Linked DNA regions of Mus musculus: regions 2 and 3 are each linked to region 1. A link is a contact called in public promoter capture Hi-C data. All regions are on one chromosome and are shown on one strand. The core of a region is the stretch at or near the end of the contact, and the rest is flanking DNA. Distances in the headings are between cores, read along the strand shown.

The links. Promoter capture Hi-C pulls out the DNA fragments that hold promoters and counts their contacts.
Region 2: a contact with region 1 is called in a promoter capture Hi-C map of liver, with 6 times the contacts expected there. The contact joins the promoter of Zfp760 here to the promoter of Zfp160 in region 1. A contact is called at or near these places in 10 of 39 promoter capture datasets (the 3T3-L1 cell line, the HPC-7 cell line, HPC-7-derived erythroid cells and 6 more), 1 of 115 datasets of contacts at active chromatin or transcription factors (astrocytes) and 3 of 9 other capture datasets (adipose tissue, liver and macrophages).
Region 3: a contact with region 1 is called in a promoter capture Hi-C map of liver, with 7 times the contacts expected there. The contact joins the promoter of Zfp229 here to the promoter of Zfp160 in region 1. A contact is called at or near these places in 7 of 39 promoter capture datasets (the 3T3-L1 cell line, the HPC-7 cell line, cranial neural crest and 3 more), 1 of 484 Hi-C or Micro-C datasets (cranial neural crest), 2 of 115 datasets of contacts at active chromatin or transcription factors (astrocytes and bone marrow-derived macrophages) and 2 of 9 other capture datasets (adipose tissue and liver).

The regions. Positions count from the first base shown.
Region 1 is chr17:21,007,211-21,010,734 of GRCm38.p6, reverse strand. It overlaps Zfp160 (zinc finger protein 160), which reads right to left and starts at 1,794. Exons shown (of 5, transcript NM_145483.2): 1 at 1,749-1,794.
Region 2 is chr17:21,705,950-21,709,133 of GRCm38.p6, reverse strand. Zfp760 (zinc finger protein 760) reads right to left here and starts at 1,393. Exons shown (of 6, transcript NM_001008501.2): 1 at 1,241-1,393; 2 at 412-523.
Region 3 is chr17:21,731,756-21,735,165 of GRCm38.p6, reverse strand. It overlaps Zfp229 (zinc finger protein 229), which reads right to left and starts at 1,442. Exons shown (of 6, transcript NM_001164676.1): 1 at 1,208-1,442.

The DNA of each region.
Region 1 (3,524 bases), core at 545-3,044:
TGAGTCCCACCATGTGTGAAGAAGAGGCCCTTGGTCCTGGGAAGCTTCTATGCCACAGTATAGGGGAATGCCAGGGACAGGAAGCAGGAGTAGGTGGGTTGGGGAGCAAGGGAAGGGGAGAGGAGATAGGGGATTTTCGGAGGGGAAACTAAGAAAGGGGATAACATTTGAAATGTAAATAAAGAAAATATCTCATAAAAATGTCTATAAAATAATAATAATAAAAAAGATATGAGTTAAAGTACTTAAGTTGGTGCCTGAAGGAGAAAAAACATCACACATTTACTGTGACCGGAGGCAACACATTCTATGCTAAAAGTTAAGTGTTAGGGGGTTAGAAGAATCCCACAGCTCCTCCACACATTACCCCTGTCAAAGAAGGGTGACACTGTCTAAAAAATCTCACATTAGTTCTGGCTGTATAAGGACTATAAAGGATCAGTAAACACCAACAGTATTTATTCATTGAGAAAGTGTCTTAGTTATTTGTCTTAGTATTCCACGCCACCTTTAAAGTCTCCATTTTCCTACCCCAGCTTTCTTCCCACATGCTGGCATTACTGATCTGTGCCACCATGCCTAACACAATACCAGTTAATGCCCATCAGATCAAGTTTTGCAACTCTCTTCCATACCACTAAAATTCAAACAAAAATTAAGGGTTTTTTTATTTCAACAACAAAGACAAGCTCAGTAATAATAACCTTACTATTCCATCAACTTCTGCTTTATCCAGCCTGCCCCTCCCTCATTCTGCACTATCTTATTCACACTTTCTGAAGGGACTTTGCCAGCTCCAGCATGGTGACCATGACTCTGGTAGGCCTTGCCCCTTTCCTCTCTCTGCCTTGCTAAAAACTCTCAGATTACATTCCTAAAGCTACACCCAAAGTCTATTCCTTTATTTGGCCAATTCCTCCTCCTGACACTTACTATGAAGGCCCAGCTATCAAAGCATTGAAGTCTGGCAACCGAAAGGCACCTCTGGCTCACCTAATTAATGTGCCAGCTAAACACCTCGTCCTAATAAGGGGATTCTCATTTTACCTCTATAAGCCGCCATTTGCCTATGGGTCACATCTGTCTCCTCTCTATCTAGAAACAGTCATTTGTCCCACTTCTGGACAAATACTCCTAACCCCTCTCTCTTGCCCCTTTCTGCCCTCTTCTTTGTTCCCTTCCCCTTCTTCCTCTATCTCCTGTCTCTGACCTTTATCCGGGCCTTCTGTACCTCTAAGACAAATAAATCTTTGTGCTGAGAACTTGGTCTGAGAACTTGGTCTTGGAAGTTCTCCCCAGATACTTTCCCTTTCGCTTCCATCGCCTGCTTTTCTTTCTGTCACACATTATGGCAGTTTAGCTGTTCTCTCACCCTCCTCTCCACTCTTGCCAGCATCTCCAGACCCTGCTTTCTTTTTCCTTTCCACCAGGCGCCGCGGCAAGCTGCTCCTCTGCTATTCTGTCACCCGCGGCACTCTCTAGTACCGCATCACCTGGCACTGCCCGCACAAACGATAGTCATGTCTCCTCCCCGACCGCTGAAGCTTTTGAATCCGTGCCCCCGCTCCTTCCTGGCTCCATCCCCTCCCCTGGCTCCGCTGCCATCTCTCTCTCCCACGTTCCTACTTCCTCAGTCTCGCAGCTCTCCGCGTCACCGAGTGGAGCTTTGCACACAAGATGGGGACTCCAGGGCAGAGGTCCGGGTTCTGAGTGCCAGCAACCGGCCTAAAGAATCTGGGAAAACTCACCCAGCTACAAAATTTATGCAGAGCAAAACCGCTTCCGGGTCGCTGCGCAGGAGTGCATTCAGCATTCGCGGTCAGATCCGGGGTAAAATAAGGCGGGACCAGAGAACAAGTGATTGACGCTAACAAGGGGCGGTACCTAGAAAGGAAGCTGCTCTGAGAAGGAAATTTTAGGGCATGCTGGCCACTGCGTGCTAGTGGGACTTGGAACAGGAAACTGTTGCTTGGAGGGGACAGTATTTAAAGAAATGTTTATGGGCTAGAGAGGACCTGAATGCTGAGAATGGCGTGGTGAGGGCTTAGAACTGTTTCGGAAAACAGCGGGGTGGGGGTGGAGGGTCAAACCAAATAATGGACTAGAAGGGAGTGTGGGGATGCATTGGAGAGTAGGATAGTGCTCAAGTACAAGTGGGCATGGGTCTGGCTCTACAAGGGGATTCAGAGTAGGTTGTGTTCTTGGTGCACAGTTCTCAGTCCCTCCTTATTCTCCCACAGGTTCCTAGCTCTAAGGAGCAGGGCTCCTGAGCATTGTCAATCAGTAACCATGCATAGGTAGGAGAGTCGGGGACGATGGTGAATATAAGCAAGCATTGATTTTATTTTTAATTCGAAGAGTTTTATATATAAAAACAATTACCTATTTTAAAAGTTATATTTTCTGTTACAAAAGAGAATTGCATTCACAAAGGTCATGAACGATTGGCATTGAAGATCGATTCTTTTTTTAAGTGCCAACTTTTCTCTTTGTAATAAAAATAACAATTTAAAAATATTTTAAGTGCTTTTTGGCTTGAAAGTTTGAAACAGCATATAAGCTATTTTGGCATTCTCATTGAAAGTTCTTACTGTATCTACTTTAAATAGAAACAAACTCTTGCATACAAGTACATGTGTTCTAAAGGATGTTTGTGACAGCAGTCTGCAGATGTAACTGTCAAAGGTCAGCGGGAATAATTTGAGGAATGGCTAATGAAAAATATTTCTTCTCATTTCCACCATGTAGCATATCTACAGTTCATCAAACATTTCCAAAGGAAGTACACATAGAATTCAACAAACTATCACCAGTATAGAATAATGAGATGCACTGAGTTTCCCTGGTACTTCACCATTGCAAAGTACTTTCAGATACATACTTTTAAATATATAATGAATAGTAATCATTTCACCCTACACTACTGTCTCATGATCCCTACTACTTCCTGCTGAACATTTTAATATATGCATTATGTTAGTAGAAAGTCATTTGCTATTCATCCTATTGAAAGCAGTTGCTCAGAGTCTGGACATCCTCTCTGCAAATGTCCTTCAAAATGCCATGTCCTTGGGCAGGTTGCCCCCCTAAATCTGAAGCAGAGGTAAGAAAAAGAGAAGAGGAAACAAAGATATTTAAAATATGGTATTGCTCTTGAGAACCACTAGAAGGTGAACCATTTCCATAAGGATTCTTTTATCTCATGAATATGTGCCTAGGGTCCTGTACTGGCTGGTTTTGTGTGTCAACTTGACACAAGCTGAAGGTATCACAGAGAAAGGAAACTCCCTTGAGGAAATGCCTCCATGAGATCCTGCTATAAGGCATTTTCTCAATTAGTGAACAAGGGAGGGAGGGCCTATTCTGAGTGGTGCCATCCTTGGACTGGTAGTCTTGGGTTCTATAAGAAAGCAAGCTGAACAATCCAGGAGAAGCAAGCCAATAAGTAACATTCATCCATGGCCTCTGCATTAGCTCCTGCTTCGTGACCTGCATGAGTTCCAGTCCTGACTTCCTTTGGTGAT
Region 2 (3,184 bases), core at 144-2,643, 700 kb before region 1:
AAGGGAACAGAGGGTTCTACAAATGATCCCCCAACTGTTACATAGGGTCAGCATGCTGAAAATATTCAGGGAGCATTTTGAGTTTCCATAACTTGAATCCTACTTCTAATCATAGCTCAATCAAAACTCAAGGGAAAAAAATGAATCTGTATTACTGGAGTGATATTATAAACTACTGAGTATCTAGTTTCATCATGGAACAAAAACGAAAGAAGCCTTACACATCCCAAAATAACAAACATGAAGAACAGATGAAATTTCATGAAAACTTTGTCTTTTTCTCTGAGGCTTTCACTTTCTTCTGTGAGATGTGAGGCTCATCTCATTCACACACAGCTCACACACATGCAGAGTAATTTCCCCAGGAACCCCGAGGAGCAAGGAAAAGTGCAAGAGACTATTGTTACTCACAGAAACAGGACTGCTGCAATTCTGCAATATTCAATCTCAGTACAAAACCCTATGAGTGAGGTCCAGGCATTTCCTCTTCTTCCTGAGAGAAGTTCACCGCATGTCAACAACCCTGAAATTACAAAGCAACAGTTTGCCCTTTGTCCATTGTCAGAGTGTTTCTTGCATCAGAAAAGATACTTTCTAACTTTGTCCCATTACATACTGTTTTCTAATGTAAACAGTGTGGCCTGTTATCCTCACTCTCAACATGCATACTGTACTTCTCTGGACTCCTGAGGTGTGCCTTAAAACCTCAGCATAAGAACACATATTTGTTATATTCACATCAGCGTGTATGCATCTCAAATGCAAAATGAGTGATGAGTAAAACCTTTATTTAAGAATTGTTAAAATTTACAAACATAACTGTGTAGCTTAGCAAAAAAAAAAAAAAAAAAAAATCCACAAACTGATCAAAATCTGCAGTTACTCCTTATGGGGCTGGTAGTTAACAAGCTCTCTGGGACCTTAAAGTCTCCATGTCAAATTCCTCTCTCTTGAATACGAAACGGGTAGACCAAGGGCGTTAGAAAATGCCAACAGTTTTAGTTTTTGCATAACAGCAAAAAGAATAGTGTTTTCAATGGTCAAAACATAAACTCAATTAGTCTAAGGGATACAGTCTTGAGAATATTCTGGAAACCACGGATAAATGGTAAAATCAGCATGTGTCCCATTTCATATGTTCTCAAACTTATCTTCAAGGGTATTACCCTTCACCAGAATTGTGAAAACGGTATCCTTATGAGCAGCAGAAAACTGAACATGCCCCTGGTCCAGTTCCTACCTGTTTACTACAGCTCTTCTGACCTGGGAGATGCTAGGATCGCCGGGCTGCGGTTCCCGCCACTGTGGTGCGGACCGGCGAGTCTCCCAGACCGTTCTACGAGGCTCCAGTGGCTGCAGGAAGTTTTCACATCTACTTGAAACTCTGGCCAGTGTCGGCCGTCCAGCCCTTAAACAAAGATTTCCTCTCAGAGAATGGAGGGTTTTCCGGCCCCTCCCTCCTGCGGCCACTGGAGCCGCCTTTGGGTCCGCCTATTATAGATAGGTTCCGGTTACGTAGGTTCTCTGACCCAGCCCACTGGTTCAAATCCCTTGTCCAATTGAGTTTTCCAGGCCTTCCATGCGGGCTTTAGTTTTCTCTTCGCTCTATTTTTCTAGACCAGTTTTCCCGCCCCGTGGAGACCGGTCCCTCCCACTCCGTCTCAGGCTGCCTTCCACACAGCTCCAGACGCCAGGCTGCTCTGCACATTCTCTGCGCAGCCTCACCATGAGCACTGCCATCCTTGACCAGAACTGGATCTAGTAGGACACTGCACCCCAGAACCTGCCCCACACTCTTGATTCGGAACCTTTCAGATGCAAGATAGTCTCGACTTGACTAGCAGCCTGTGGGCTACATACATCAAACAATAGCAGGTTAAATTCAGAGGCCAGAGTCCGATCCCCAACGGACACACACAAAATGGCAAGCCAAAACCTGAAACTCAAAACTCAGATCCAATTGGCACTGTCTCCCAAGTGCTGGGATTAAAGTTCTATACCACCATGTCCAGATATTTATGTTTATATTATTTATACTGGTGTGATTTGTAAGTATAGACCGGATAAATGCTCTGGCACATTATTTAGAAGGGTATTTTTTTCTTTAGTATGAATTTTCTGAAGTGTTGTTAGAGTTGAGCACCGAGTAAGATTTGTGACATTCTTTACAGATGTAAGGTCTCTTTAATCTGAACTCTCTGATGTCTTCTAAGACTTGTATGCTAGATAAAGGGTATATCACAATCATTGCTTTATTACGTTTTTTTCTCCAGTATGAATTTTCTGATGTGCTCGAAGAGTTGAACCCTTTGCAAAATATCTGTCACACACCTTACATCTGTGAGGTCTCTCTCCAGTATGAACTCTCTGATGTCGTCTAAGATGTGAGTCCTGGATAAAGGATTTGTCACATACCTCACATTTGTAAGGCTTCTCACCAGTAGGGATTCTGGAAAGTGTTTTAAGATGTGATAACTCAAGAAAGTACTTACCACATTCTTTGTGTTTGCATAATTTCTCTAGAGAATGAGTTTCCTGATGCCTTCTATATGAGGCATAGTGAATAAAGGATTTGTCACACTCTTTACAGTTATAAGGCTTCTCTCCTGTATGCAATTTCTGATGGCTTTTAAGTGCTGACAACTGAGGAAATGACTTTCCACATGCATTGCATTTGTAAAGCTTCTCCCCAGTATGACTTCTTTGATGTGTTTTAAGGCTTGAGCACTGGTTAAAGGATTTGTCACATACATCACATTTATAAGGCTTTTCACCAGTATGGATTCTGTAATGCCTTTTAAGATGAGATAATTCAATACAGGATTTACTACATTCTTTGCATTTGTATAATTTCTCTAGAGAATGAGTTTTCTAGTTCTACCAGAAGATCCAGCAATACCACTCCTGAGCATATACCCAGATGATGCTCCTACATGTAATAAGAACACATGTTCCACTATGTTCATAGCAGCCTTATTTATAGTAGGCTGAAGCTGTAAAGAACTCAGATGTCCTTCAAGAGAGGAATGGATACAGAAAATGTGGTACATTTACACAATGGAGTACTACACAGCTATAAAACAATGAATTTATTATATTCTTAAACAAATGGATGGATCTGGAGGATATCATCATGAGTGAGGTAACCCAATCACAAAAGAACACACATTATATGCATTCACTG
Region 3 (3,410 bases), core at 193-2,692, 720 kb before region 1:
CAGTAACCAAAGGCTGTGCTTCTATTGTAATCATTCTAGAATAAGCACTCTGAGACACCACTGCCAGTGAAAGAATAGATGTCACAGATGGACCAAAGGTGGGAGAGCTCTGAAAGGCCTGGTCTCCAGGCCAGTTCCTATATGCATTTTATAGTCTATAAGCACAAGGTGGGGCCAGAAGGAAAGTAAGCAGGACTTCCCTGAAGCATCAAGGCAGTTAGCTTGGAGGTTTTTCAAATGCAGGTTACAGCTGACAGATGTAAGCTTTGCGGGTAAGGTAGGTAAGGGCAAGACTTTTGTTTCCGCCACCTCTCCAGGTCATTCTGTTCCAAGTAGCAAGATGAAGTTGCAGAACACTACAGCAGTGCTTTAAGTAAATCATTCAATAAATCAGTAATTCAGTATCAAATAAATGGTCTTTTCTACCTTATCCCACTTTAATTCTAACATGAAGTCTCTATGCAAAAAGCCCCGTGAAGAGAGTGTAGGCATTCCCTCTTTTCCTGGGACAAGTCCACAGCCACATCACTGGAGATCAACAAATCCTGAAATAAAAAGCAACACTTTGGCCACCTGCCCTTGAGTAAAGTGCAGGTTATGAACCAAGGGCACATTGAATTGGAGACTGTTTTCTGAAGTAAGTAAGCAGCCACAGTTATGCAAAGGTCCTTTCTACTGTGGTGCTTTGTCACTGAACATACTGTAGGGTCTGATATCTTCACACTCAGCATGCATAAGGTGACTTTCTGGACTCTAAGATGTAACATTAAGACCCTCACCTGGAATACAAGATTTTGAGTACTGTATTTACATCATAGAATGTGTGCATCTCAGATGTCAAGTTAGTGATAAAATTCTACAGAGTAAATATTAATGATTACAACTATAACTGTGGAGTTTGTGAAAATATATTTGTGATTCTTCTGTCGATCCTTATGTGACTAATATCTAACAAGTTTTTTAGGTTGACAATCCACCAGCTCTAAATGCTACTCTCTTGAAAAGCTTGGATAATTTAAAGTGTTTTGTTCTTTCCGAACTAACAAAGAGAATTGTGAGATTTTTAAGAGAATATGTTGAAAACCTTACAAGAAAAAAAAAAGTCAGGAATTGTCCAGTTCTTAGGAGCTCATGAGAGCAGAGTCCTAATGAGTAGCCCAGAAACCGATCACACCCTACTCCGCTCCAGCCCCGCAGCGCCTCTGACCTGGGAGGTTCCAGGGCCGCCGGGCTGCGGTTTCCGCCGCCGCGCTGCTGACTCTACCAGGATGCCCCGCGCGGCACCTGCGGCTCTCGGGAGTTTTCACGTCTCCGCAAGACCCTGGGCAGTGTCCTTGGCCCAGATTCTGCACTAGGTGTCCCCGGAAATTTCTGAGGGAAAGGCGAGTTTTGCTGAGGCCCTCTCCCGCTTTTGGGAATATGTTGCCTACTCTGGTCCCACCCACTATTAAGTGTCCTCTCACCGTACCCAATCCCGCCCACCTACTTCCTGTTCCGTTTACTTTCCCAAGGGTCCCAGCTATGTTGTTCTGAAAACTGCAAGTATCCAACGCCCACTGGGCGGCAGACACCTTAAGAAATGTCAATTGCCATGGGAAAGGGTGAAAAGGGGGCAGTGTTCTCTAAGGACGGCAAATTAGAGGCAGACTACAAAACAGTTCTAGAGACTGTTCAATGGCGTGAAAGCCCAAAGAAAGGGTTCAAATATCTGAACGAAACTTAAAAATGACAGAACAAAATGACTGGAGATCAAGAAATCACAAGCAAAGGGTGGAGAGAAAAATGAGGACTAAATAGATGAATCCAATAAGGCCAGGTGTTAAGGAAAACTTAATATGAAGTAACGGGGAAAAAGGAAATTCACTGGGCAGTAGTGTTGCAAGCCTGTAAAATCTCAGCACTCAGAAGGCAGAGCCAGGCCTGAGTTCAAGGCCAGCCTGGCCTACAGAGTGAGTTCCAGCACAGCCAGGGCTACATAACGAGATCCAGTCTTGAAAAAAAAAAAAAAAAGTAGAAGCTCTCAGTAAACATAGGCTATATTTCTTGGTAATCTGTTCCTGGCATTTTTGACTTCCTTAATTTTCCTGGTAAACGTTGTGCATGTCCCTTTGCGTGTGTCTATGTGTGTATGTGTTGTTGTTGTTTCTTCAGAGCAATATGTCTTCAGTGTTTATGTCACAGGTCGCGTGGAGTATCAACATCCTGAATCTTTGATGCTTTGATCTTGGGATTCTTTGTTTAAAGGCTTTCTGACAGCACATTGGCAGGCATCAATTTCTTTACAGACATTGAAAGGAATTCGACCCTCCCACCCTTTACTTGACATCAGGCACATACTGCTTTGGGTAAAGACACTGTTCTTCATGGGAAAACCTTGTCATTCCCATTACTGACTGGGACAACAAAACCCTTTTGCTCTTTAAGCAGAACATAAACAAATACTTCCGTGGCCAAGTGCCTCTCGTAGAAACTACAAAGTTAAGTTCTTCAGCCACTTAAGTGGCTAAATTTTATGAACACAGCATCAACACACATAAAATAGGACTCTAATTACAATGCTGCCTACTTGTGTTGGACTGATCAAATCTAAAATAGAACAAACATACAATTTGTGTTAAAAAAAATCAAGTAAAATATTTGGGGGTTATATCCCCCAGGGAAAAAGATTCCCAAGGAAGCCATCCCACTGAGTTACCAATTTCACAAAATAAGCCAAGTAATTATCCTTTGCTTCTCACATGCTGAAATAATAAAATATGAGTGCTTCAAATTAGAGGCAAGATATTTTTCCATTTAGCTTCAATGTTATACTAAAAATACTGTTTTACTTATTAAAAACAAATATGTACAGTTTTTAAACTTTAAAAACTATAGCCCATGTATTTTAGTCAAAATATAGATCAACAAACTGAAGAGATATCATTAAAGAAAAACAACAAAAACCAGTAACCCTAGATTACATTACACATCATTCGTTTTGTTTTGTTTGTTTTGTTTTGTTGGTTTTTTGAGGCAGGGTTTCTCTGTCTAGCCCTGGCTATCCTGGAACTTACTCTGTAGACCAGGCTGGCCTCAAACTCAGAAATCCGCCTGCCTCTGCCTCCCAAGTGCTTGGATTAAAGGTGTGTGCCACCACACATCATTCTTGACCAAGACTGAAAACTTGGCAATTTCCTGAGTGAAAACTATCAAACACCTTCTAATCTCTAAAACTGATCGTTTATTTAATTCCAAGTGTTTATCCATAAATACATGTACCTCACAACACTAAATTGACTCACCAGGAATCACACACACACAGTTAAAAGAGGTGAAAATGATGTAAACACACAATACTCATTCATGAAATCCTCAAAATAAATGAAAAGTTAAATAGAAAAAGAAGACTTGTTTCTTGAGAAACAGCAAGG